Regions from separate parts of the Mus musculus genome. Here all the other regions are linked to region 2. Evidence: chromatin contacts called from public HiCAR-type, capture Hi-C and promoter capture Hi-C data. All regions are on one chromosome and are shown on one strand. Each heading gives the region's core, a stretch centred on a gene start, on an enhancer-like site or on the middle of the called end of the contact. The rest is flanking DNA. Distances are from core to core; before and after follow the strand shown. Region 1 holds the start of Xaf1 (XIAP associated factor 1). Region 2 holds the start of Mettl16 (methyltransferase like 16). Region 3 holds the start of Ankfy1 (ankyrin repeat and FYVE domain containing 1). Region 4 holds the start of 4930563E22Rik (RIKEN cDNA 4930563E22 gene). Region 5 holds the start of Ube2g1 (ubiquitin-conjugating enzyme E2G 1). Region 6 holds the start of Spns3 (spinster homolog 3).

Region 1 (4,243 bases), core at 624-3,123, 2.5 Mb before region 2:
GGCTAAGCAAGTGCTGTACTACTAACAACTAACAGTTTACTTACAGGTAAAGAAGATACATTCTATAATGACAGGAGGAAGCATAGTATAGTTAAGTTCTCAAACCAATAGCATAGCTGCCTGTTACGATTATCAAATATGATACTCAATATTCAAAACATTTGTGTGTGTAGAGATCAAAGAACAACTCAGTGGAGTTGGTTCTTCCTTCCACCACGTGCATCCCGGGGATTAAACTCAAGCTGTCAGGTTTAATGGCAAGTGCCTTTATCCGCTGAGCCAGCCATATATGAAATGTGTGCTATATTTTTTCTTCATTTTTATTTGACATTTTAATGCATGTATGTAATGCAACTTGACCATGTTCCCGCACCTCTCTGCTTTCTTGCACCCTGCATTCATGCCAAGGGCACACAAGTGGAAGTGATTCACTGCTGTGTGTAGCATCACTGGGTGACAAGACTTCTGCAGTTCTTCAGGTGTAATCTTATATGGCTACTGTGCTATGTACAGTTGCACTGCTGACAGAAACATCATTATTCCGTACACGGCTGTATTTGTGAATGTATCAGTTGTCACTGAGATATACTTTGTGATGTGTGTGTGTGTGTGTGTGTGTCTGTGTGTGTGTGTGTGTGTGTGTGTGTGTGTGTGTGTGTGTGTTAGATCCTAACCCCAAAGCCTTATGCATGGTAGGCAAGTGCCATACCGCTACCTCTACTCCAAAACCCTTTGATCATTTTCATTTATCTAATGACGCCCTGTTTCTTCCTTGGAAGGGGGGTGGTGGTGGTGGAATGAACACAGGAAACCAGCAAATCGACTGACTTCCATCATTTTGCACTGTGATAATTTTGGACATGGGCTGCCTTTAACACAATTTGTTTTCTTTGAACCTCATGAGGTCAGCTAGCCTTGTTGGGTAACTGCCTGAGGCTGTGGCACCTCGCTGGAACAAACATATACTGACACAGCAGCAGTTTTGCATGCAAATTCTAGGAGCACCTGGACCTTAAAGTTGCCTGGGAGCTCCAGTGTAACCCGGTCAGCCAGGAGACAGTATCCAGAAGGCTGAGGTGACTCAAGCTCCCAATTGGTTATCTTGTCTGGATCTGAGCACAGCTCCTCCAGCTCCGTGCCTGTGGCAGAAGGGTCACACCTTGGACCACGTTACCTGGGAACTTCTGTGCAGGTTATTCAGCCCCTTGCTGCTCGATTTTACCAGTGAGCATGGGATAGCAAGACCTCCTCATGGTTTCTGTCATCTTGGCTTACATTATTGTTTGCCATTATTGTTTGCTTTGTTTTGTTTCCCAGCAGAGGACAACCTCAGGAGACACAACACAGTTATCCCTGGCCATTCCCAAGACTTGCCCCAAACCCTGTAGCCTGAGCATCCAGCACCCAGAACCCCCTGCTCAGTTCCTCACAGACTTTGTTTTCAAAGTCACCACAAACTGGAACCCACACAGGGGTACAGAGCTTGCAGGAGCTTCTTCTTCAGAGAGCAGACTCAAGCTTAGCATCTCAGGAGAGACCAGACAGAAACAGTAGGAGTCAGTCACAGGTTGAGAAGTGGGCAGGGACCCCATGGAAACAAAGCCAGTCAGGGAGGGAGGGGGAGAAAGGGAGGAATTGTTGTGCTGCCCAGAGGAAACCCGACAGCTAACGCCCACCCTGGAGGTCACAGTCACGGTAGCACAGAGGCTGCACAGGACAAGGGGCATGACAGAGGACTAGCCCATGCTGCAGAATGGCCTTCTGGGAGTGTCTAGCTGCCAGGATCTGGGAACCGCCCTGAGCTGAGAATTTTTGAAGTCTCCTCCCTGCCGCTGTGAGTCAGGCTGGGCAAACACTTTCAGTTTTGTTTTCCTGTGTGCAAAGAAACGAAACTCCACAGAAGCACTGCAGGAAGCTTGACCATGGAGGCTGACTTCCAAGTGTGCAGGAACTGGTAAGAAGGCATTTTCTCCAGGGCTGGCCAGACAGAGGGGCAGGGCAGAGCAAACAAATTCTGAAGTGATGGGGATGAAGTACAACACCAGAGGGCAAGCCGAAGGGGACTGGAACCTCTGGAGTGAAGAGGTTCCAAATCTCTAAGTAGAGTGCTCAGTGGTACCTCAATATCACTGTTCCCTCTTAGCTTGGGTATTTCAGGCTGGCTAGTTTTAGCCATGAAGTATGGAGGGACTGGTCCCTAGCAGGCTATTCCTGTCAGAGCTTAGATCCGTAGCAGGGGTGGGGGGCATCGTGGTCTTCCCACCCATCTGTGAGAGGACCCTTTGAGAGATGTTCCAGGGTTATTCCTGTCCTCCGCCTGACAAAGGAGCTGGGAGATAGAACATGGAGGGCTGAGCAGGAGGCAAGGACCACACCTCCAAGTAAAAAGAGCTGGTTCCTCAGCAGACCCCACCTGTTGCAGTAACTGGGGTAAAGCTCCACAGAGATCTTTGTTCCACTTCACCTTTCAGGATCTCTGGTCTATGGAGTATGGAGGCAGGCAAAACAGAGAGGGCAAACAGAGCAAAGGACGTCATTCTGTGCGGTTGTGGGGACAGCTGGATCAGGCTAACAGCAGTGAGGCCATGAACCAGATCACAGGGGCCTGAACAATTGGAGGCCATGAGCCAGATCACAGGGCCTGAACAATTGGTCCTTTAAGGATACAGCCTGTTTCCTTTCTCCCGAGCTGCCGTGAGCATGAGCAGATGGAATGGGTTGGCAGCGTTCCTGGTGATGAGCCTATCAGAGGAGGACACCCTGCCCTACAAGACTCCCCTGCATCTCAGATGCTCTCTGGGTAGCTGCAAGGGAGCCCAGGGACGGGAGACAGCGTGGTGGATGGACTTTTGCTCTTGAGAGTTGGGAAACCCTTGGAGGGTCTGAGGTGTGGTCAGGGCAGAGCTGCACTGCTGTGCTCCCTTGTTCTCGTGATGGCCTTTCTAGGAGATAACTGGAAAAGGATAGAACTTTACCTCCCCCAACCCTGTCTCTGTGGGGTGATGCTGAGGAGTCGTTCCAGGCACTGAGCCTAGGGCATTGCACAGAGCAGCCAAGCACTCTGAGCTGCGTTATCCCTGGCTCTGTTTTTCCCTTTCCTTTTGACACAGAGTATCACTAAGTTGCCTAGGCTGATCTTGAACTTACTCTATAAGCACAGATAAGCCTTAAACTAGCCATCTTCCTGACTCAGGCTCCTGAACCCCTGTGCCAACAGCCCTAGCTAACTTGTACATGTTTGAAATATACATCTTGATACACAGTACTTATTTGTGAAACCATCTTACAATCTAGGAAATGAAATCTATCATCAATCTTGAAAGTTGCCTGTTGCCCTGGTACCCTCTTCCTCCCCCTCTCCCAGGCACAGTGCCCTCACACCTATTTTCTGATGGCGAGCTTATCTGTTTCACCAGCACTGGCAGGCATAGGAATGCATCATCAGCATCATCACTGTTTTCCCCAGGCCGCAGGCCTGGAAAGAGCTTACCCCAGGTATGCAACAAGGCGTCATGTCTTATGCTAAGACACTGTGCCTTTCTTTCTCCCCCACCCCCACTTTATCCTGAAGCAAAAGAAATGTGGCCTCTCTCCACTTCATGCTCCACGAGGCCCACTGCCTGCGCTTCATAGTCCTTTGCCCAGAATGTGAAGAGCCCATCCCAGAGTCAAAGATGAAAGAGCACATGGAAGTTGTGCACCAGCAGGTGAGCAGGTGGGCAGGTGGGGCAGAGGCCTGGGGGGTCAACAACTGGAGTCCAGCCTTCCCTGGCCTGGTGGGTAAGTTATTTAGCCCCTCCATGTTTGGCCTCTGTTTTTTGTTTGTGTTACCCTGAGGCTGTCCCTAGTTTCTCCCTTTCTTCTTGCTACCCCAAGACTATGGGTCTGGCAGAACAAAGGATCCATATAAAGAAAGGCTAACTGTTCTTCAGAGACTTGTAAGGAGGAGGCAGGAGGGCCCATCTCAGTCTTCTTTCCTACCTTTTTGAGTCAGTCTCTTGCGGCTTTATCTTTCTGAGAATCAAGTTCAGGCATCCATTTAGATTCAAGCTGACCCAACAAACACTTCAGTCAAGTTGATATAAAACTAGCCAGAACAGTTTGAGTAGTTTGGACTATGTCAGCAGCTTGTGCAAGCCCTCCCTTTCTGGAGTAGGAGTGAATTCTTCTCTATAGGCAAATAGGATAACCTGGTTGAAAGACAGAGAGGCTAGTCATAAAAATTCCCACCACCACCATTATC
Region 2 (4,365 bases), core at 868-3,367:
TTTTGAATTATATGTGTGTCTCTGTGTTCTGGTATATGCATGTGAGTATGGTGTCTGAGGAGGCAAGAAGAGGGTGTCAGACACCCTGGAGTGTCAGATACCGTGGAATGTGAGTTATAGGTGACTGTGAGCCACCTACCCACATCCACAAATCTATCAGGGTTTTTTTTTTCAAATCTTCAGTTACAAAAATCTTTAAACACTAATTTGTGTGAGTGTATGGCATAGGCGTGCATGTACACATTTGTGGAAACCAGAAGAGGCCATTGAATGGCCTCTATCGTTGTCTCCCTACTCCTTTGAGGCAAAGTCTGTCTGTGAGCGTGCAGCTTATACTTTTCTTTTCTTTAACGAATAAGCCCCAGGTGTGCCTTGCTCCTTATGTGGAGACTGGGGTCCAAATTCTGGTCTTCATGATTGTCCATCAAGTGTCTCGACAGCCCACATTTTATGGCTATGCTAATTTATCTACCCATAAATCTACACATCTATCTACCCATAAATCTATACATCTATCATAAATCTATACATCTATCTATCTATCTATCTATCCATAAATCTATACATCTATCTACCCATAAATCAATCTATCTATCTATCTATCTATCTATCTATCTATCTATCTATCTATCTATCTATCTATCTCTTCTTTGTGGTGTTAGTTTACACAGGCCTTTGCATTCTACCACTGATCTAGTGGTACACTGCCGCTTTGGCTTTTTGAGCAAGGTCTCATGTAGACCAGGGTGGCCTGGAACTTGATAGACAGTATAGGATGAACTCATACTCCAGCTTCAATATCCCAAATGCTTGGATTTACAGGCCTATAACACCATACTTAGGGTTAAATGAAGGAAAAATTGGGGGTAGGGCAATTGGGGGGGTATTAGCATAGCTAATAAAGTAGCCAAGGTCAGTGTGGTCTTGGTCCTGTTCTGCTTGGTCTGCAAGGTGGAGGGAAGCAACTGGGCTCCCTGAAGACAACTGTTCCTTCTGCAGCACATAGCTTCGTCTATGCAGGTAATTGCCCTCAGTGAGTACAGAGGAGGCATTCCCGTCCTTTGAGGCCTAGCATTGCTCTATAAAAGTATTTCTTGATCAGTCCTACTGTTCCAGGAATTCCAGGTGACTGACACAGACAATCTGAAAACACCCTTTGGCCAATCTGGAACAGAACATCGTACAAAACTGACAACGAAATGCCTATTGGTGGGGAGGCAGAGGCATTTCTGAGTTCAGATTTCTGAGTTCAAGGCCAGCCTGGTCTACAAAGTGAGTGCCAGGACAGCCAGGGCTACACAGAGAAACCCTGTCTCGAGCAAACAAACAAACAAACAAACGCACGCCAGGATTTTATCCTTTTGCTTCGTGAGTCCAGATTCAATGCTTTTTTTAGCCAAATCAGTTTCTTTAAAAAAAAAAAATAGAATTTAAAAAGAGGTTTACCTTTATGTGTATGGCTGTTTGCCTCCATGTTTGTGCACCACGTGCACGTGTGCCTTCCAGAGGGCACTTAGGGACTAGAGTTACAGCTGGTTTCGAGTCACCATATTGGGGCTGGGACTCGAACCTGGGTCTTTTGTTAGGGTAGCCATTTCCCCGTCCCCTATCCCACCCAAAACAGTTTCTAAGTACCAGTTATTTACCCATCTCACAGGTTTATCTGTAACTACTGTGTCATCACACAGATTTGCTGTGCACTTAAGTGTTAATTGCCATCAAACCCATCTAGCCTTCCTATTTCCTGTCCAAGACTAGATTTAGTACTATTTAGTAAGGCTGGGGAGAGCTGAAGAAAGCTACATTCAAAACAAAGGAAAACAAACGTTTACAACTTGGTGGGGTAGCCCATCCCTGTAATCCCAGCACCCAGAAAGGCCAGGGGAGGAGGGTAGTTCCAAGTTCCTGGCCGGGCTCCATCACATAGCTGCATGCCAGCGGACTAGTGAGGTCTTCTCCATCCGCTAACCTAAGAAGACTCCCGGCCGACCACACCCCCAAACCTGGGTGAAAACTCACCGCCGTCTCCAAGTATCGCGATAGTTCCTTCTTTCTTTAGGCTAAGTCAAAAGTCTCGCGAGAGTAGTCTGTCCAGTCACGGCGCGGATTGGCTGCGCAAGATGGCGGCGCGCTTGGAGCGTAGCATCTGCGTTTCCAGGAGCTTGGCTGTGTGAGTGGTGTGGGCTTGGTGATTGCGGGCCTGTCCGCACTCCGTCCGCCTGCTCCATTGGCCTGCGAGGTGCGTGGTTCAAAAATCTCTTATCCGGTTGCGCACAAGGATCGCCTAAGAAGCGGCTCACCTGCTTTTCTCCTCCGGTTCTCGGATCCTTGGGGGCTTACCGCTGGGTCAGAAGCCGGGGACCCGGGCGGGTGTGCGCGAAGGCCGGCGGTAGGTGGGAGGAGCTGGAGGAGAGATGGCCTCGTCCCTCGCCTAGGCCAATGCTTAGAGAGCGCTGAAACCCAGGGGAAGAAGGTGTGGATGAGCCGGGGAAGTGGCGGAGGAGAAGTCAAGTTTGTGAGGTGGGGGCGTGAAGAGAAAACGGAAGTGTTGGGGTCTAGGTGGGAGACATCTGTTGAGTTTTCTGTTCCTCCTAAAAACTTAAAAAAAACAAACCCACAAAACAGTTTGTAGGTGTAGGTGTTTTGCCAGCCTGGACGTCTGTGCAGCACGTGCACAGTGCAGGCAGAGGCCAGAAGAGGGTTGTGTCATGGCACTAGGTGAGCAGCCATACGGGTGCTGGGAATCGAGCCCTGGTCCTTTGGAAGACCAGCTGGTGCTCTTGAACGCTGGTCTGTCTCTATTGCCTCCATAGTTTGACATCATAAAAGCCAAATTTAGAGTATCCTATAAGCTTCAGTTTTAGAAGAAATGATGTGTGAAGAGATAAAGGCCAAGAGAAACCCAGGAAACATGAAGTTTTAAAGAGGAAAGAAGGCTGGCCTAGAGGTCTTTTGGGTTTTGGACTCGCTCCGATGAGCCTTTTTTTGTTATTGTTGAGACTCAACTGGGCTGCCCATTCAGAAAGAGAATGCTGTGTGTGTCTCACACAGATGGAAAGTATTTCATAGTTATTTCCTTTATTTTCTTTGGTGTTGATGACTGAGCCCAGGCCTTGCACGTGCTAGACACATGCTCTGTCACTCGGAGCTAGATCTCCTGGTGACTTCATATTCTTCCCAGTCAACCAACAGTTGAGTGCCTCCCCTTACAGGCCCTATTTTGAGTATTGGGGTACAGCAGGGAACAAATATGTTCCCTCATGAAGTTTACTGGTAGGGAAGGTTTTTTTTTTAATTAAAGCAAATGTGTGGGGAATGCCAAGTGAGTAAATTTCAAAGACAGAAGGTGGGCGGGAGGCTGGAGAGATGGCTCAGTGGTTAAGAGCACTGACTCTTCTTCCTGAGGTCCTGAGTTCAATTCCCAGCACCCACATGGTGGCTCATGACCATCTGTAATGGGGTCTTATGCCCTCTTCTGCTGTGTCTGAAGACAGCTACAGTGTACTCATATACAAAAAATAAATAAAAGCTTAAAAAAAAGAAAAATAAAGTGTGCGTTCCAGTCACTGAATGTTTTAGTGACTTGCTCAAGAAGATATAAATAAGATGGCATTTGACCAAAGGCTTAAAGGTGGGGATATGTTCAGTGTCTGTACACTTCACTGGGGAGTGTAAGCCATGCCACCTGAGCGGCAGCAAGTGCCAGTCCAGTGTGGTGGTGCAAGCTGGAATCACAGCACTCAGAGGACATGGGATTCTAGACTACTAGCCTTGCCTACAGAGTGGGTTCCCAGTGAGCCTGGGCTACTGGAGACCTTGTCTAACAGCAAGAACAAAAAGACAAGTACAGCTAGTCCTGAGGCACTTGATTGGGCAATGGCTCTTAGGCCAGTGTGGGAGGAACAGAGTAAACTGGTGCTAGCAGACATTCACTTAACTTTGAGGAATGGGGTGGATAGGCAGATAGAAATCCAGAAGTTAGTCATCTCGGGTGTAGCAGTCCTTGATAGAGCACATGTGAGATACTGTGTTAAATTCCCAGTTGAAAAAAATTTTTTTAACAAAAGTTAAAGAATCAAACGGAGTGACTTTGTTGAGTATGTCTGTTATGACCTGAATGGATAGTGTAGAAAAATGAACGGAATTGGCCAAGGTTGTAATTGAACTTGGGTCACATGTTCAGAGTACGTGCCTGTAAACTCTGTCCTCTTTAATGTGCTGCAGAGTCCTAGTGCATCAGTATCTCTTGGACTTGTTAGAGAAGGGCCTACTTTTTGTCCGGCATTACATGGAAGAAAACCATTACCCTCTGATATTCTTGGGGCCTGGGGACTGCCCTTGGTTTATGCTTTTTACTCCTATGTC
Region 3 (4,664 bases), core at 132-2,631, 2.1 Mb before region 2:
AAGTTGTTTTAATGTTAGGAGCTTGAGTATTTTTAGGGGATAGAAGAGTCTGTTTATGCTCAAAGCTGGTTTATCTAGCCACCTGAAGATCTCAAAAACTCATTTGACACACCTATGAACCATCCTCAGCAAGGCAGTGAAGCTTTGAGCTCAGGCACTTCTATTGAAACTAACAAATATTGTTTCTTTAATCACATGTCGCTTATCCAGGGCCACTACTTTAACACTGCCCTGTTATTTCCTTCACTACTGTAGTCTGCTACAATCGGAACATCAGTTTTTAGTACATAATTATCCTTAATGTATTTAAGTGTCCTTCTCTTCCATTTTCTAAGTGTTTTTCAGCCAGGGTCGTCCCCTTTTCAAAATTTTAACCATTGCCCTTACATTTTTATAATCTGAACTCAATCCCTTCATTATTCCATTTCATTGCCCTCTAATGCTTTCTTTAACTGTGGCAGATCTTCCTAAAATCTTAACTGTTCTCTAAGTCACTACTTAACTGTTGATGCATTATTTCTATTCTCCTTTGTTGACCTGGAGGCTTCAGGTGTGCTAAGTACATATTCGTTACCCGGGCCAAGAAAAAGTATTTATGTCAAGTGTGGTGGCACTTGCCTTTAATCGCAGCACTCCAGGCAGAGGCACTAGGGTCTCTTATCAGTGTCAGGCCAGCCTGGTCTACATAGTAAGTTCCAGAACAGCCAGGATTATGTAGAGAAACCCTGTCTCAATTCCCCACTCTACCTACTCCACAGCCAAAAAAGGCATACTATCTAGGATTGTCAGCCCTCTATTTTGCTATTATAAAAATCATCTAATCATTCTCACATTCACAAAAGGTTTAAGCTCCTGGTTTACAATCTGAATTCCTTCTCCATGGCCTTGTCAACCGTTATTAGCTCCTAGTGTTATTTGGCTTTGCCACTTTGACCTCAGGGATCTCACAATTTTGCTTACATAAAATTGTATAGAGATTTGCAGTTTTTGCGACCCCTATATTTGTAACCAGTGTGTTTGCCTGTTTGATAACCCAAGTTGTCTGGTTTTAGCCATAAAAATTCCCAAAGCCCTGGAGAAATGCTATCATTTAAGTATTAGGACAGCGTCCCACGTGGTTACAAAGTAACTTAAAGATCCGCAGTCCCTGCCTCAGAATAGTCCATGTTTGCTCTACCCTGACGATCGCCTGGAGTACGAGATAGCCCAGTCCGCGCTTGTCAAACCTTCCAAAACGAAGTGGGACTCGGACCTCCCGCCTAGAGCAACTTCCCGCTCCACTTTCATTCACCCCTTGTCTGCTCTGGCTCCTCCCTTTGCCACGCCTCCATCCATTCTCGCGAGACTTGATGATTCCCTTGCGCCGGCATTTATCGCGAGGCTGTAGGCAGGGCCGGGCCCGACATGGCGGAAGGTAGGTTTTTTGTGGGGTGGCACGGGAAGACGCGAAGCAATAGGGGTACCACTGGCCGGGCACAGAAGCCCCTGGAAGGGTTGTCCGGCTGTGGTCGTACGGTGCATCACGTGTCTCGCGAGCCTTCCTATGTAGCGTTTCGGGGCTCCCCGGGCCGGGGTTCTCAGCGCCGTTCCTATGGCAACGCCCCTCCTGCAGTCTGTCTTCACTCGTCACCCCCCGCCCCCAACCCCGATCCCGGTAGTCTCAGAACGAGAAAGGGGTCGGGTCCTGGGAGCGAATGCACCCGCGGGACTCGAGAAAGCTGTAGAGGAGCTTCTTGTGCCAGCCATGCTGGAACGGGGAGGGAAGTGCCCCTCTCCTTAGGAAATCGAAACTGCTGTCATGGCAGGTCCTGCATCCGGAAGGGTGCATCTCTTGCCTGCGGAAGAGCTTGGGACTCTTCCTTGGAAGAGCCGGGACTGCAGCTGGACGACGGGCTTCTTGGGCGTGCGCTGTAATAGTCTTTAAGCTTTTTGGCAGCCCTAGCAAATGTGGGCACGCTCAGATTCTCTGAGGTTTACAAAGGGGCAAAAGGAGATGTTTCCTCAGTAAGGAAGTTGACCAAGGTCACACTGCTTGAAAGAGGTGTGCTAAAGCCAGGCTTCGGTTCCTTTACCTCCTGCTTTAGTCCTTCGTCTCTTTTTTAGTACTTTACGACATTGCAGGTAAAGGCATCCGGTTTCTCAGGTGCAGCCTCCCTTAAGGAATAATGTTAGGATCTTTGCTTGCCATAGCTTTACTGTATGAGTTGGGGTGAAAGCCCTGAGATAGTGAGTTACCTAGTAGTGATCAGACAATATTAGACCTGGCCGGTGTGCTTCTCCTGTGTACCCCATTGTTGGAGAAAAATACTTCTTGTTGGACTTTGTTGAGTGGCTGAAGATTTACTTGATCTAGACCTGGCCTATTTTGTTTTTGTCTTTTGTTTGTATTTTTTGGTAAGTGTTGATTAAACTCATCATTTCTTGATCTGAGATTTGGGTAGTGTGACAGTTTGTGTAGTCTTCTCAGATTTGAATTAGGTTTAAGAGTGACACGAAGTAGGCCTGCCAGGTGTGTTATTTGCCCTTTATAGTTAAGTGAACTGAGGCCAGATTCATGGCTGGGACTGGATTCTGTTTTCATTTTTACTTTTTCTATCTGTTAAACACCTTGGAGGTGGTGAACATTGTCCAACAGAGGAGGAGAAAGCGAAGTGACTGAAAGTGCTGGGTGTGGTGATGTATGCCTGCCTGCTTGTAGTTCCTTCATTCAGCACTTGGAAGGATCTGGAATTTAGGGTCATTCACAGCCTACCTGGAGTGCATGAAACCCTGTTCAAAAAATGAACTAGATGATTTTGCACACCACGGAATGTTGTGTACCTGTTGCTCAGCAGCGAGGTTTGGGAGGAAGGTTCAGGAAGGCACGATGTGAGATCGTGAGCAGTGTAGAGCCTTTAAGAAGGAATCTGCGTGTTGGGGAAATGCATGACCAAGTTTCAGGTCGTGGAGGAGGGAGTTTCTCAGTCCGTAGTTGTATTGAGAACTTAATTGTGTTTGTGCTCAGGTTCCAGTTGTGGGGAATTCATACAGGCCAAGGTTAGTACACTGCGTGTTTACTTTTGGTTGCCTTGAGGTGATTAGAAACATCTATCTAGCCAGAGGACAATACACCTTAAGGACAAACCAAACATTTTTCCAGGATTAATCGGATGGAGGGATGAGGTGATCGGGAGATGATAGTCTCTGACCTCAGTCTACCCTAGCTACACTCCAGATTCCTAAGTCCCAGTGAAGACTGTTGAAAATGATGTTGCAGAACTCAACTAGGAAAATTTGAGGAATGGCAAGAAAAACAAAATTACTAAAGATATTTTGTTTCTTATGTTGGCATGTGTTTTTGTTTGGTTTGGTTCTGCTGCTGCTTGTCAGAGCCAGCTGCTGTTCAGAGATAGTCATAAACAAAAATAGCAAATTTTTGTGGAATTAAATTTGAAGATTATTTGTCAGCATACTCTGGAAACGTTCCTGGTAATTGGCTGTTTGGTTCAGGTTTGGGAATTAGTGCTGAGGAATGGCAAGCAGGACCTGAGACACCATGCATTCCGGAAGTTGTCTGCCTTGGATAGGAAGCTTCCTTTTTCCTATGCCTGCTCACATGACTGAATACAGGCACTTAAGTCTACTCTAAAAGACTGTTTTCCTTCCTTTTAAATTTTTTTTGACACACAGTCTAGCTTTTAGCCCTAGTGGACCTGGAACTTGCTGGGTAAATGGGACTGGTTTGGAAGTCACAGAGACACTGCCTTCCGACGTCTCCCGAATTTGGGATTTAACAAAAGGGGTGTGCTACCATCCCAGCCTCTAAAAGGGATTTCTCTTTCCATTTTGTACACTATTTTGTACAACCTAATCTGTGTTTTCTTCATGCTCCACTGAGCCATTATAAGTTTCCCTGTGGCCTTCCTGTTTTCACTTTTCTCCTTCAGTTTACTCGCCCACAGCCTCTTTTCAGCTTTTCACATTCTCTTTAAAGCAAACCTGATCTGTGTCAGATGTGGTGGCTCCCACACTTGGGAGATAAAAACTGTAGAAGCAACAGTTCAAGGACTTCCTCAGCTACATGACAGGTTCAAGGCCAGCCAGGGATACATGAAACTTTGTCTCAAAAAGAATGAAAATCATGGCCAGGTCACCAGCTCAGTGGCTACAGGCTTGCTACCAAGCCTGACACCTGCATTGGTCACAGAGAAGGTGGGAATTGACTCCACAGATTGTCACAATAGTGCCACTTCAGTGCTCAGCAGCCATGGTATCGTCCCCCTTAACGAAAGCCTTAAACACAAACTCAGCTTTTACCTCTCTGATTCTTTCAAATATTCTTTCAAAGAATTTATATTTATGTTTATCTTACATGTATGTATATGTACACCACATATATATATGTATGTATGTATATATATATATATATATATATATATATATATATATATATATATATATATATATATATATATGCCTGATGCCTGAGGAAGCCAGACGAGGATGTCAGATCCTCTGAGCTGGACTTAACAAATGGTTGTGAGCCACCCTGTGGTTGTTGAGAATTGAACATTGGTCCTCTGGAAGAGCAACCAGTGTTTTGTTTTGTTTTCCCCCGAGATAGGGTTTCTCTGTATAGCCCTGGTTGTCCTGGAACTCACTTTGTAGACCAGGCTGGCCTCGAA
Region 4 (4,430 bases), core at 495-2,994, 2.6 Mb before region 2:
CAGAAAGACAAGGGCAGTGCTAAGTGACAAGGTTAGACACCAAATTACATTAGAACTATAGTCTGAAACCAGTTGACTGGATCTTAGCTAGCCTGCATGAACAGAAGTGGTGTGTTCTGGCTTATATTACTTAGAGAGTAAGCTGGCTCCCATGAAGACAGTTGTTTGGTTCTGTTTGAAGGGAGTGAGGTAAGAATGGTAGCAGAAATAAATGCAATTCCTAAAATAATCTAAGTTACAGATGACAGTATCTTACATTAACTAAAAGCAGAAAGATTCAAAATATCATTTTCCATTCCCACACAGAGAAAACTGCTCAGTATCAGCACTTTGTATTTATGATAAAGTATACACAGATTTAGGATTATAAAAATTAAACTTACTTTAGATATTTGGCATATTCTGGTTCTTTCCAGTAAAGCAAATACTTAAGATAATTAACAAAAGCTTTGTCTTTGAAGTAACCTCTTTGGGCAAGAACTGAAAGACACAAAGAAACAATCCGTATGTCAACCAACCGCTGGACTACTGATTAGTAATCTCTAAAACAAAGTAGCTCTTAACATCCCTACCAACAGAACACAAGGAATTAAAAACACAAGCCTTTGTTTGCCCAGTTAACTTACAGACCAGAACAAATAAAATCCCATTCAAACACATCGAAGTAATAAATAGTATTACAAACTGCATCTCTTCTCAGAAATTAAGAGCTAGTTGCTTAAGTTAGTGATGTACTTAACTTACAATTAAGGTAGTTTGGGTTGGCTAAACATTGCACAAATTCCAACTCCAACTGAAACCGAAGCCGATTTCCAGCATCATCTAGGAGAAAAGACAAATATCAAAGTGCAGAAGAGACTTTCTTAGAAATTAAAGATATATGTATATGCGTGTGTGTATATATGTGTGTGTGTGTGTGTGTATATATATATATATATATATATATATATATATATATTCACTAAGTAATGAGGCCCTGTTTCCAAAACAAAAATAGTAAAACAAAAAATAGTAAAGAAATCCTTTAAAGTTAATTGAGGAAAAAATAAGTTGAATGGGAATTTACCACCTGCAGGCCACTTTGTTAGCGGAGATCACTGGACAGTCTGTAATAGCTGTGCGGTTCCCTAAGTTGTTATAACCACAACTATCAACTGTGATTACGTTAAGCAAAATCAATGTGCTACACAAAACCGAAGCATGATGCAAAGTGATTAAACAATGGAGAGAAGGCGGTGTCCGCATTAGAATACACAGGTTATCGATATTTCGGGCAAGTTCTTGGGAGTACCTTCAGCACAGACAGTGGAAGGTCTCAGTCCTCTCCCACGGCCCTGCACGGCCCCAAGAGCCAGGGTTGGAGTAGGGGTTTGAGCAACCCAGGAGCAAAGATGTTTTCACAGACCATAGTCTGAGAAGCAGCACAGCCTTCTCCTCCGCCGGTCCCAACTCTAAGGATGCCAAGTTGAACCCGAAAGACAGCGCAGGAAAAGGGAAAAGGGAGGGAATTTCGGGGCGTAGGACCATTCCCTTGGGGTGAAGACTCGGGGTGCAAGTCACAACGTACCTGTCTCCATAGCGACGGCCGCGGCCATAACAATCAGAGTGAGGCGAACACCACCAGCCCCGACCGAACCGCGACTTCGATTGGTGAGAATCCGGAAGCCACGGCTCCTACTTCCGGTCGCGGGGCAGAGTGGGACACGAGGGCGGGGACAACCTCACTTATGGGAAAATTAGCCCCACCTATCTGTGCAGACCCGGCCGGCTGCGCGCGCAGATATCGAGCGGGGCGTGCCGGAGGACTTCTCATTTTTTAGGTCTCAGAGTCCTGCTACCTACCCCGACGTAATACACCACCCTGACGTCACCTTTCCCTGTGTGACGTGACGCAGAGCATGATCCTTGGGCCTCTTTGTCCCACCTGACCAAGGTGTATGGGCAGGATGGCCTCGCCCCTTAGGAGCAAGTCCTCCGCCCCGCGAGTGGAAAGCACCCGCCACAAGGAGACATCGACTGTCCGCGTGGAGACGTCGTCCCACCGCGAGGAAACGTCATCCCACCGCGTGGAGACGTCCTCCCGGCAGGTTCGAACGTCTTCCCGGCAGGTGGAGACCTCCCAGCGCCACCGAGAGGGGCCCTCCCTCACCCCCTCCACGAAGCGACTCCCTCAGTTCCTTGAGGTGTCCTCCCAGCACGTGGAAACCTCCTCGCAGTGCACGGAAACGTCCTCCCGCCACGTCAGGGCGTCGTCATCCCTGAGGGTGGAGACTACTGTGCACCGTGTTGAGAGCCCAGCCAGGCAGAGTGCCAGAATGGCTCGATGAAGTGCCAAAGGTCCTTAGCCAGGACTGAAGAGTTGCCAGCCAGCCATCTTCCAGGAGAACCGAGCATCTTTGGTTTCATGGAAAGAACCCATAAATCAGTGTAAGAAACAGGCTGTGGTTTCTGGGGGCTGTTAACATGTATTGACATTGCAGCACCTTAGACCATCCTGTTGTTGACCCCAGTGTGCTATTAACTTGAAGCCAGCACAGAAGGTTTCAGACTGGTAGTGCAGTATAAACCTGGCTGATGGACAATGAGATTCTTTGAGTCTCTACACCAGGTAAGTTTTATAGTCTTAGGTCACTCTAGGATGTGTTGACGACTTGAAATTTGCAAAGAGGGGCCAAACTTGTCATGATTCTTGACCGCTGGCCTGATCATATACCTGCTTGAAACCTACAGGGCAAGGTATCATCTTTCATACATTATTAATTGGCCTTTATTAATACTTATATTTCATTATACATTTTCTCATGTTGTCATACATAGTATTCCACCCACACTTAAAAAATTAAATCAGGGGGTATAGGAAAAAACAGGACAATTAATAAACAATCAATAAAACCATTAATAATCTTGGAAGGGAAAGTAAAGAAGAAGCCATGACACTTGGCCTGAGGCGTGAGATTGACAGGATGGTAACTGAGTATTACTGCATGCTAGGTAGTAGTTAGAGCATGGCAGCTAGAGCAGTGGAAAAGACTAGGATCTTCCTCTAATGAAGAGACATGCAACAAAGGGGAAAGTAAGACAACATGCTGTTGTATTCCCGCGAAGGAAAGGCTGTCTGTCTTGTGGTAGAGAGTAGGGAACTCTTTAGAGAATATGGTCAGGGAAAGCCTTGCTGATTACATTTGGTCCGAGATTTGTGTGAGTGGACAGTGAGCCATATCAGGATCTAGAGGGAAGTGCATTCTAGACAGAAGGGAAAGTCTACATTTTTTTTAAAAATCAAAGATGTTTATGTAAGAGAAAGATCAGTTAGTATATGAGAGCGTGGTATAAGGAAGAAAACAAAAAGGAGGAAGATGCCACTTCATATAGAGTCTTGGAAATCTTCTGGGATTACAGTAAAGAGCTTGAATTTTATTCTGAGATCATCAAAAGAATTTAGTGCAAGGGAGCAAAGTGCGTATTGCAGTTTACAGTTTAGAACTACCTCTCCATCGAAGTTGCATTGGTAACCGAGTTGGGAATGATTTTGTCTCCAGAAGTGTGTGTGTTTGGGGCAGCGTGGAAGGTGCTCCTGCTTGCCTCAAGTGCCTAGTAGCCAGGGATGCTGCTAACATCTTATGGTGCCCAGGTCAACACCCTGTCCCTCCTCCAACAAAGAATCGCTGTGCTGAGAAAGGCAAGTCATTGGTGAAGTTGAGAAACATTGAGGTTTCTAGCAACTTTGCTAGAGGGTGGTGCACTAAGCAAACCCCTGACTTCTGCATAGCAGAATTGCGGAAAAGCCTGAAAGACAGTCATGGAAGTGTGTTCAGAGCATCTTCCGGTGAGGAACAAAAGCAAGCGTTCTCAGAGGAAGAGGATGTGTTGCTCTGTAAGGAACCCTCTCTCTAGCCTGCTTTAATAATGCATGTGCTACTTGCCACTAGAACAGAAGGCTGCAGATGCTGATTCTGCAGGACTCCTCATGAGTCAGAGCACTTACTACTTCCAGGCACTAATTTAGTCCCAGGGAGTGTACTGGACTGTCCCCGCAGAATGGGGGCGCAGGTCAGAAGAAATGTCATAACTGCTAAAGATGTTGATGTTATAACTACCATCACTACCCCAAGGCTACCTGAATGCCTGTCTGCCTCACAGAACTGCTAGTATCAAAGAATTAGCTAATAGCAAAGAATTGTCAGTTTTTTCCAGTTTACTAATTCTTTTTAATATGGCCAACTGTGCCTTAAATAAACAGATAAAAAAACAAACAAAGCAGTTGCTTCTCTTTGTGTTCCTCATTATCTTCTTGTTGCAAAAGTGGTATGTGTCTAATGTAACAAAATAAATCAACATAACAGTTAATACGATATTATATTTCCTGTCCATTACTAGCCTGGAAATAATGTCAGAGATGTGTTTGTCTGTCCAGACCTTTCTCCATTAGT
Region 5 (4,735 bases), core at 571-3,070, 2.2 Mb before region 2:
CTGGAGTGTCTGAAGACAGTTACAGTGTACTCACATATAATAAAAATAAATAAATCTTAAAAAAAAAAAGAAAATTTCTTTCAGAGGACACATAGGATAGGATGGTTTCCAGCAATCGTGTAGTAAGTAGCATAAGACCCTCTGCAGGTCCAATTCTAGAGCATCTGATGTCCTCTTCCAGATTTTGGGTACCAGGCATACACATGGTACACATAAATTCACCCCGGCTCATATATATACCCATTAAAACAAAATCCTTAAAAACAAACCCACAGAGGGATATGGTGGGGCATGGTTTTAGTTCCAATCCAGACAGAGGCAGGCAGATCTCTTGAGTTCGAACCTGCAACCTGGTCTGCAGAGGGGTTCCAGGACAGCTAGGGCTATACAGAGAAACTCTGTCTCAAAAAACCAAAACCAACCAACCAAAACAAACAAACAAACAAGCAAAACAACTACAAAAAACCAACCCCTCCCCTATCCCAACCATAAAGCTGGATTAGTCCCTAGGTGGGCAGTATTTCAAAATGGCAGATTCACTCAATGTTTGTTTCTTTGGTCTGGTGGGACAGTGCTAGGGAGGTAAGCCAGGGCCTTGTGCCTGCTTGCCCAGTAATTTTTATTACATGCCTAACGGAATCTGCTCCTCTTGTTCACTTTACTTGGAGTTCACAGAAGCTTCATGCTTTTGTGGGTAGAAATGGACCTGATTTCCTATGCACAGTTTTTGTTTTCTACAGTCCAGGTACAGGGAAGTAGGGATTGAACAAACACTTATTGAAAGAACAAGCAAGGGGCTGGAGAGATGGCTTAGCGGTTAAGAACACTGGCTGATTTCCCAAAGGTCCTGAGTTCAATTCTCAGCAACATGGTGGCTCACAACCATCAGTAATGGGATCCTATGACCTCTCTTGGTGTGTCTGAAGAGAACAACAGTGTAGTCATATACATAAGTAAATAAATCTTTAAAAGAAAGAAAGAAGAAACAAAATTGAGTGTCAATGTTACTTTTCCCCCTTCCCTTTTTTGTTTCTTTATTGCTACAGTGTTGACAAAGCACTCAACTGGGAAATGGGCAAGGAGGTTGGATAAGGTTGACTTTTCCTAATCTCGGCTTTCACACTTGGACTTTACATAGTAGGTGCCTTTTCTAGAGGAGTCTGATCTATTATGGATCCTCATCCCCAGACGGAGATTGGGTATCACTGTGCAGCGAAGGGGACCTGGGTCTTCTAATCCTCAGCCTCAAGTGTTGAGATTACAGGAGAATACCACCTGAATCCGAACCATTTATCAGGTTGTGCTAATCACAACTCTGCACTTTACTCAGTCTTACTATTTACTTAAACGTTTTCTGCTATGAGACTCATAACATTTTTATTTCAAGGACCATTCTGTGCATTCTTTATGAATTATCACCATGCACTCTATTTTGCGGCTGCTTAAAATGGTGCACACCAGTACTAAATTCGGCTTTGTAACAATGACTAATTCGCACACCTCCGATGTAGTGTTGGATGGCTGCTGGGTCCTCGCCAACATCTACCACTTCTGGTCCCATCACGCTTAGACCTCCTGCTTATACCGGGAGGCAGCGTCCTGACCCTCCGCGACCTCTTTGTCATGGCGTCCGCGGGGCGTCTACCAGCCGACGCTTCCGCAGCTGGGCGGGCGTGGACCTTCCCAAGATGGCGGGGCTGAGCCCACTGCGCGCGGTGGGCGGGGTTCCACCGCCGGAGGCGGGGCAGCAGGGCCGAGGGGTCGGGCTAGCAGGAGTGCTGCTTCTGAAGGAGGCAGGCTCAGCGCGCTTGCGCGGAGCGGCCCTGCGCGCAGTGAGGCAGTGGCGGGGGAAGGCACCGGTGGGGCCGACGGGCGGGCAGAGGAGGGAAGCGGGCGAGCGAAGTCCCAGTGCGCGCCGCGGCGGCCCGGGTACCCTCCCCTTCCGGGCGTGAGGCGCTGAGCGAGGAAAGCCGAGCGGAGCGGACTCGCATAGGCGGCGAGGTGCTTCTCGGGTCTCCCAAGACCGGCCTCCCCGCGGCTTCGGCGCTCCGGTCCGGGTTCCTCAACACACATCTAGCTCCAGGCACCGGCAGAGCTTGTCGCCAGTCCGTCGAAGTCCCGGTGGCGGCCCGGGCTCTCGGTGGGGAGGATGACGGAGCTGCAGTCGGCGCTGCTACTGCGAAGACAGCTGGCAGGTGAGCGGCGGGGCGCCGGGCCGCGATCGCGGACTGCCGAGCCACTCGCCTCCTCTCGCCCGCTCGGAGGCTGGGTGGTGGCGGGCCGCGAGGGTGGGAGCCCGCGAGTCGCGGCGAGCTGGCGACACTCCTGGCCCGGCTGTGGAGGGTGTTGGGGGCGGGGACGCTCCCCAGCCTCGCCCTCGGACGGGCCGGACGCCCTGGGCGGCTGCCCCCTCCCCCACGGCACTGGGGCGTTGCGGGGGAGGGGCGTGGGTCCCGGTCGGGCCGACCCTCCCTGAGGGGCGGATCCCGGGCTCAGGTGCGGCGGAGGCCGCGGAACCTCGGGGACCCCGGGAGCTTGCGGGGTCCCCGCGCGGCTGTGAGTCCGAGCCGTGTCGGGGGCCGGAGAGGGGAGGCGCGCCAAACTTCTGGCCCGGCAGCGCGGGGTTCGCGGAGTTAGGGCAGACAACAAAAGCGACGGCGGGGCTGGCCCGGGTGCTGACGCGGGGCACCGGGGGGCTCGGCGGGGAGCGCGACTCCGCTTCGCCTGCCTCCGCCTGGCACGAGCTCGGGCTGCGCCGCCCGTCTGGGGGAGGGTGGGCGCGGGCGCTGGGGAGAGCGGCTCGCTGGCCGGCCCGGGCTTTGTGCTCCGTGGGCACGGCTCGGGCTCCTTCGCGCAGGCTCGCGGCCACCGGGCTGCGGCCCGCCTTAGGCTCTGGCCAGGGGCGGCGGCTCAGTGCCTCCCCCGTGGAGTCTCTGTCCCCCTCCCCCATTGTCCCGGCCTCTGGCCGTTTGCGGCTTCCAGGTTGACTTTTTAGGGGGTTGGCTCCTACTCTGCTAGGACTGTGTGAGCGGAGCATGCGCGCTGGAGGCGTACGTGTGCGGAGTGGAAGGGGGGGAGGGAGGAGGCGGGTTGGTGCCTTCACAATGCCGCCCCACGTGCTGCCAGATTTAAAGAGAAATGAACCGGTAGTTAGCCCTGCTGTCCTACGCCAAGCGTGTGCCTGGCTTGGTTCAGGCGACTTCACCCCTCCTCAACCTGTAGCCAGTCCTCTCCCCCCACCCCCCTTTTAAACTTTCTGAAAGCCGGAATGTTGATAAATGAAATAGATTTCTATGAGTTTGAGGTGTCAGCTAAATCACCTTTATGACTTCTTAAGGAAAAGGTCGACAGGGGCTGTTACAGATTGTATAATTAGGTTTATTATTAGACCATGAGCTAACAGGTTTGGACAAGTATTAAAATTCTAGGTGGGACAGCAATTTGAAGTGGATGGAAAAGTTAGAATCCCCATCAGAAATATTTTCGAAAGAAGTTAAACAATTTATTGCATCTTATTTAAAAACATTCTTTTTCTGAGGTCTTTTTCGCCTTTTGTTTTGGATGAAGGAATTAAAATTTTTGACTTAGTAGGAATTCTTTATCGAAACCTGCCTGGTCTACTGTAGTGGATTCTGGGACATCAAGGGCTATGTAGAGAAACTCTGTCTCAGAAAACAAAAACAAAAACTAACAATAAAATCAACTATCTGCATTAATTTTTATTATGTGGCAAATTATTAAATAGACGGTAAACACTGAATATTAAAAGGATAACCTTACATAGTGGAAATGACATACATTTTTAAAGGTGCAAAAGATTTTACAGTTTAACAATACCACTATGTTAAAATAAGACCCATTTGTGAGCATCTTTTTTTTGGGGGGGTGCTGAGGTTAGACAGTTTTTCTAAGGAGTCCTTCACTGTCTGGAACTCACAGAAATATGCCTGCCTGCCTCTCTCTGCCTGTCTCTCTGTGTCTGTCTGTCTGTCTCTCTCTCTCACAGGTTTTCTCTTATATAACCCTGATTGTTTTGGAACTCCATGTAGATCAGGTTGGCCTTGAACTTAACACAGATCTGTCTTCTGCCTTCCAAGTGCCTGCCCCCCACCTTCTTGTTCTTTGAGCTGGAATTTGAATCCTGTACCACCATACTAGGTTTATTTATTTTATTTTCCACAGAAATAATAAATAATAGTTTAAATCATATTTTAGGGATACTTAACTTTCTCAAAATGTATGGAACAAAGTTTGTTGGTTGAAATGTGAAAATATTAAATTTATTTGAGAAGACTGGATGAGCACCTAAAAATAAAGGCTTTTTCTTTTTTACTTTAGCATTTTTAAATGAGTTTTCTTATCACTTGAAAATAGTAAATGGTAAAATATAATCTTGAAATGAATGAACTTGTATAAATGCCTTAAAAATACTAAATTGAGCTGACTAGGTAACATAATCTGATAAAGTGTCCTCAGTGCTAGAGTTTCAGAAATGTATAGCAGTGGCTGCATTTGTTGAACTAGTAGTTTGCCAGTGATAAAAGGTTTTGATTCATTACCTAGGAGAATTTATCCTGTAACGAGGCTTTGTAAGCATTCAGTTGAGCAGAATGGTGCCCTGAGTGACAGAATTTCTCATTTCTGGTACCATGACATTTAGGGCAGTTGTTGCTGTGGAGGGTTGTACCTGTGCAGTAAAGGTTACAGCATTCCTGTCTGTACCTACTAGATACCA
Region 6 (4,666 bases), core at 790-3,289, 2.2 Mb before region 2:
CCATTCCCTGCCTCTCTGCCTTGCATGGTCGTTATTGGTAAACAATTCTCTGAGCCCTGTAAGTCAGTTGCCCCTGCAGTAGGAACCACACATCTGAGTTTCTCCTAGGTCCTACCAGAGGCACATTCTCTCAGTGCTCCCACTCACAGTGCTCCCGCTCTCAGTATTCCTGCTCTCAGTACTCCTACTCTCAGTACTCCTGCTCTCAGTGCTCCTGCTCAAAGTACTCCTGATCTCAGTGCTCCTGCTCAGAGTGCTCCCACTCACAGTACTCCTGCTCTCAGTACTTTTGCTCTCAGTGTCTGCTCTCAGTACTTTTGCTCTCAGTGCTCCTGCTCTCAGTATTCCTGCTCTCAGTGCTCCTGCTCTCAGTACTCCCACTCTCAGTGCTCCCACTCACAGTGTTCCTGCTCTCAGTACTCTTGCTCTCAGTACTCCTACTCTCAGTACTCCCACTCTCAGTGTTCCCACCACAGTGTTCCTGCTCTCAGTACTTTTGCTCTCAGTGCTCCTGTTCTCAGTGCTCAAGCTGGAACAAGTGGATGATGAAAGAACAGCTAGGCATGCTGTCGCACCTGTAACCTCAGCACTTAGGAGACAGAGGGCAAGAGGATTGGGAGTTCAAGATCATTTTCAACTGCATAGTGAATTCAAAAGCAACCTGATCTTACTTAAGACCTTGTCTCAAAAACAAACAAACAAAGAAAAGAGGCTGGGTGGTTTCACCCCAGTAAGTGATCTGCAGCCTCTCCTGAATGGTCCCAAGCCAGAACAGGGCACAATGTGTGTGGGGGCAGCGGTGTGAGTGGGTGGATGGGACTGTGCTCTGCAGCAAAGGCGTTGGGTTCAGGATGGAGCTGCAGGCAAGGTTACGGAGGGCAGAGCAGCCCTCTACATCAGTTATTAGAGTGCTTATCCAGCATGCACAAAGACCCTGGGTTCAATCCCTAGAACTTCATAAAGCATTGTGGTGGCAAGCCTGTAATCCCGGCCCTAAGAAGGTGAAGGCAAGCATATCAGCAGTTCATGATTATTCTCAGTTACATAGCGAGTTTGAATCTAGCCTGAGCTCCATGAGGCCCTGCCTCAAAAAAGAAATGAAGGCTGACAAGATGGCTTAGCCTGTGAAGGCGCTTGCTGAACAAGCTTGGAAACCTTAGTTCAATATCTGAAGCTCAAATAAAAGTGAAGGAGCATGCACACACAGGCACACACACATACACACACATGTGTGCACGCACATGCATACACACTCTGTCTTTTTAAAGAAAGGGCTGAATATAAACTGATGAAGGAATGAATGGGTGACTAGATGAGAAAAGACAAGTGGAGCCCAGACACAAAGGAGTGCGTAAGTGAGAGACAGAACACAGAAGCAGGTTGTACCCTGTTTCCAATAAGAAGAAAGGCAAACTGTGCAAGGTAGGCCAGCAGCCGGCTGCCCCAGAAACAGTGCAGGCAGAGCCATTCTCACTTGGGAGCTTGGCCAAGCTGCTCTGCCCTCCGTAACCTTGCCTGCAGCTCCATCCTGAACGCAAGCAACGCCTTTGCTGCAGAGCACAGTCCCATCTACCCACTAACACCCCTGTCCCCACACACATTGTGCCCTGTTCTGGCTTGGAACCATTCAGGAGAGGCTGCAGACCACTTGCTGGGGTGAAACCACCAGAGCTGTGCTCCTAGAGAGGTACGAGGGCTTGGAAGAAGAAGGCCACCAAGGATACACAGTTGTGGGCTTTTAGAAGGGGGGTATCTGAAGATACTGCCCCACGCTACCCCTCCCATGCTCACCTGGGATGATGAACCAGTTCATGTAATTCAGAAGGTTGATGTAACAGAGAACAGCTGCAGCCAAGTAAGCTCTCCAGCGGGGCAGGCTCCAGGGGACGGGTGTGGAGGGAGGCAGACACGTACCTGAAGCCAAGGCCCCATACTGCCCACCTTGGCTCAGGCTCTGGCTCTGTGGCCCTCCTGTCTGAGGTTTGAGACACTCTGTGGACATCCCCTCAGCAGTGCTAACTGCAACTTCTCTGTCAGAACGGGTGCCGAACAAAGCTACATCAGCTTGCCACCAAGTCACTTCCTGTGGGCTCCCAGCCTCTCAACCTCAACAGGCTGCCCCTTTAACTGCCAGACACCTTATCATCGCAGGTTCCTGCTGAGCACAGCGCAGCCACACTGGTGGGATTTCATCACTCTAGGCCTCTTAGCCCTGCTGGGGTAAGACGCCATGCACTGGTGATTGGATAACTCTGTGGTCCCTCAATCTAGCCTATGGCTGCAGCAGGGGCAGTGAGGAAGAGACGCTCCTAGGACAGGAAATGAGAGGAGTGTCCCCAAGCCTTGCTCACTGCAAACTGCCCTGCCTGTGCAGAAGATGGGCCGTTAGCACAGCCATGAACCAGGTTAGATACAGGAGGGTAGGTGTTGACCAGGATGGTAAGGAAATTGCACAGAGGAACAAGATAACAGAGATATCTGAAGACATAGAGACAAGCTTATGTAAAACTAACCCATGGGGGCTGGCAAGATGGCTCAGCCTGTGAAAGTACCTGCCACCAGGCCTGCTTGACATATGTTTGATCCCCAGAGCCCATATGGTGGAAGGGGAGAACTGCACAAAGTTGTCTTCTGACCTCCAAACATAACATACACCAAGGCACACAAGTGCACGTGCAGGTACAGGAGTACTCTCTGCTCTGTCTCTGTCTGTCTGTCTGTCTGTCTGTCTGTCTGTCTCTGTCTCTCTCTCTCTCTCACACACACACACACACTTTCACTCACATCCATACAGACACAGAATAAATAAATTTTATCAACAAGGAATAAGTCTAGGGAGATGTTCTCAGGGGAGCTGTAGAAATTGATTGCCAGTTGCAAGGGTAGAAAAAGTACAAATACACAAAGCCATCAGTGATGGCCCACACCTGTAATTCCAGCACTTGGGAGGTGGAGCTAAGACTATCAGGAGTTCAAGTTCACCATCCCTAGCTACATGGTGAGTTTAAAGCCAGCCTGGGCTACATGAGACCCTATCTCAAAACAAAACAACATTAAAAAAGAGTAACCATACAGGCCAATGAGATGGCTCAGCAGGTAAAGGCACTTGCTGTGTAAGGCTGACAGCCCAAGTTCAATCCCAATCCCAGGTAAAGATGGAAACTAACTCCACAAAGTTGTCCTCTGATCTCTATACATGTGTCATGGTACATGTGTCTCCACACACATCATGCACACGCACACAATATATTTTAAAAGTATTTAACAGCCAGGCATAATGGTCCATGCCCTTAATTCCATTTAATTCCAGCACTTGGAAACATAGGCAGGCAACTGTCTGTGGCCAGCCTGATCATGATCCACAGACAGAGAGGTCCAAGTCAGTCCAGTCTATGTAGTGAGAAGACACTGTCTCAGAGCCAGGGGTGGGGGCTGGAGGGTGCTGTGGGGTGTTGGGCAGAGATCTGACAGTTATGTGCAACCACCGCCTTTGCCTGGCATCTGTACCGAAGGGGAAATGCACAGTGCCAGATGCCAGATGAATGGATAAAATTAGAGTACAGAAAGTAGATCAGGAAAAAACTTCACAGCTGTCCGATGCGCTCAGGTGCCAAGCATTAGTTATGTAAACAAATGCCCTTGATCTGAAGTGTCTGCGGGCTGCAGTGTCTACGATTTACTCTTTCAAGTGGTGCTGGAAAACATTAATAGATCCTAGAGTTAGTAAGCAAACAGGGGTGAAGGTTGAGGCACAGAAAGATGGCTCAGTGGGGTTAAGGGTGATTGCCACCAAGGCTGACTACCTGAGTTTAATTCCTGGGAACAACAAGATAGAAGCAGAGAACTGACTCCTGAAAGTTGTCTTCTGACCTCCACATGCATACACACGAAAATAATAAAAATAAAATACAAGCATGTAAAAATGTCAAGTAAAGCAAATGAGGCAAAACATTAGCAATAGATGAACCTAAGGCAAAAGTTAGATGGTGTTTCTGGTCTTATACTGTAATCTTTCTGTACGTTAAAATGATTTCTAAGTAAAAGTTAAGTCAGAAAATGACAACCCGGCTTTAAAATGTACAAAGCACTTGAGTAGATGCTTCTCTACAGATACACAAATGACCAACAAGCTTGTGAAAGGCTATGCAACATTACTTAGAGAAACGCAAGGCCAAACCACTAGGAGATACCACCTCACACCCACTGAGCCACGGCAATAAAGAGAGGAAATGACTGGTGTGGGCCAGGCTGCTGAAACACGGGCAGTGTCGGTGATGCAGCCACAGGAGATAGGGTTAGTGGTCCTCAAAAGGTTGAGCCTAGAACTGTCATGGGATCCAGCAATGCGCCTTCTATGTACATACCCCACAGAATGAAAAGCAATGCGCCTTCCGTGTACATACCCCACAGAATGAAAAGCAATGCGCCTTCCGTGTACATACCCCACAGAATGAAAAGCAATGCGCCTTCCGTGTATATACCCCGCAGAATGAAAAGCAGGGATTCAAAGAAATATCCTTACACCCAGCTTCGCAGCAGCACACATATGCATATAAATAAAAGTGAAAATATGAAGTAAGACTAGACCTACAGAAGCAGCTAGGAGTGGAGTAATAGTCGTAGTGTGTGCATGGCCCTGAATTCAATCTCCAATATGAAAAGAAGG

The links. Promoter capture Hi-C pulls out the DNA fragments that hold promoters and counts their contacts. HiCAR-type assays count read pairs that join an accessible place to other places. Capture Hi-C pulls out chosen DNA fragments and counts their contacts.
Region 1: a promoter capture Hi-C map of liver shows a contact between it and region 2, with 5 times the contacts expected there. The contact joins the promoter of Xaf1 here to the promoter of Mettl16 in region 2. A contact is called at or near these places in 2 of 39 promoter capture datasets (hippocampal neurons and liver).
Region 3: a promoter capture Hi-C map of hippocampal neurons shows a contact between it and region 2, with 14 times the contacts expected there. The contact joins the promoter of Ankfy1 here to the promoter of Mettl16 in region 2. A contact is called at or near these places in 6 of 39 promoter capture datasets (the 3T3-L1 cell line, cranial neural crest, embryonic stem cells and 3 more), 2 of 115 datasets of contacts at active chromatin or transcription factors (embryonic stem cells and large pre-B cells) and 1 of 9 other capture datasets (embryonic stem cells).
Region 4: a contact with region 2 is called in a capture Hi-C map of embryonic stem cells, with 6 times the contacts expected there. The contact joins the promoter of 4930563E22Rik here to the promoter of Mettl16 in region 2. A contact is called at or near these places in 2 of 39 promoter capture datasets (liver and pre-B cells), 1 of 115 datasets of contacts at active chromatin or transcription factors (astrocytes) and 1 of 9 other capture datasets (embryonic stem cells).
Region 5: a HiCAR-type map of astrocytes shows a contact between it and region 2, with 4 times the contacts expected there. The contact joins the promoter of Ube2g1 here to the promoter of Mettl16 in region 2. A contact is called at or near these places in 1 of 115 datasets of contacts at active chromatin or transcription factors (astrocytes) and 2 of 9 other capture datasets (embryonic stem cells and macrophages).
Region 6: a contact with region 2 is called in a promoter capture Hi-C map of hippocampal neurons, with 6 times the contacts expected there. The contact joins the promoter of Spns3 here to the promoter of Mettl16 in region 2. A contact is called at or near these places in 2 of 39 promoter capture datasets (hippocampal neurons and pre-B cells).

Annotation. Positions count from the first base shown.
Region 1 is chr11:72,299,756-72,303,998 of GRCm38.p6, forward strand. It overlaps Xaf1 (XIAP associated factor 1), which reads left to right and starts at 1,874. Exons shown (of 6, transcript NM_001037713.4): 1 at 1,874-1,954; 2 at 3,572-3,707. The coding sequence starts at 1,923.
Region 2 is chr11:74,768,746-74,773,110 of GRCm38.p6, forward strand. Mettl16 (methyltransferase like 16) reads left to right here and starts at 2,118. Exons shown (of 10, transcript NM_026197.3): 1 at 2,118-2,239.
Region 3 is chr11:72,688,621-72,693,284 of GRCm38.p6, forward strand. It overlaps Ankfy1 (ankyrin repeat and FYVE domain containing 1), which reads left to right and starts at 1,382. Exons shown (of 25, transcript NM_009671.5): 1 at 1,382-1,414. The coding sequence starts at 1,405.
Region 4 is chr11:72,213,394-72,217,823 of GRCm38.p6, forward strand. It overlaps 4930563E22Rik (RIKEN cDNA 4930563E22 gene), which reads left to right and starts at 1,745. Exons shown (of 1, transcript NM_001163728.1): 1 at 1,745-4,430. The coding sequence starts at 1,938. The coding sequence ends at 2,327. It overlaps Med31 (mediator complex subunit 31), which reads right to left and starts at 2,199. Exons shown (of 4, transcript NM_026068.2): 1 at 1,568-2,199; 2 at 745-822; 3 at 384-480. The coding sequence starts at 1,595.
Region 5 is chr11:72,605,441-72,610,175 of GRCm38.p6, forward strand. Ube2g1 (ubiquitin-conjugating enzyme E2G 1) reads left to right here and starts at 1,821. Exons shown (of 6, transcript NM_025985.4): 1 at 1,821-2,195. The coding sequence starts at 2,150. Gm51906 (a long non-coding RNA gene) reads right to left here and starts at 1,723. Exons shown (of 4, transcript XR_003949712.1): 1 at 1,501-1,723.
Region 6 is chr11:72,548,207-72,552,872 of GRCm38.p6, forward strand. It overlaps Spns3 (spinster homolog 3), which reads right to left and starts at 2,040. Exons shown (of 12, transcript NM_029932.3): 1 at 1,792-2,040. The coding sequence starts at 2,002.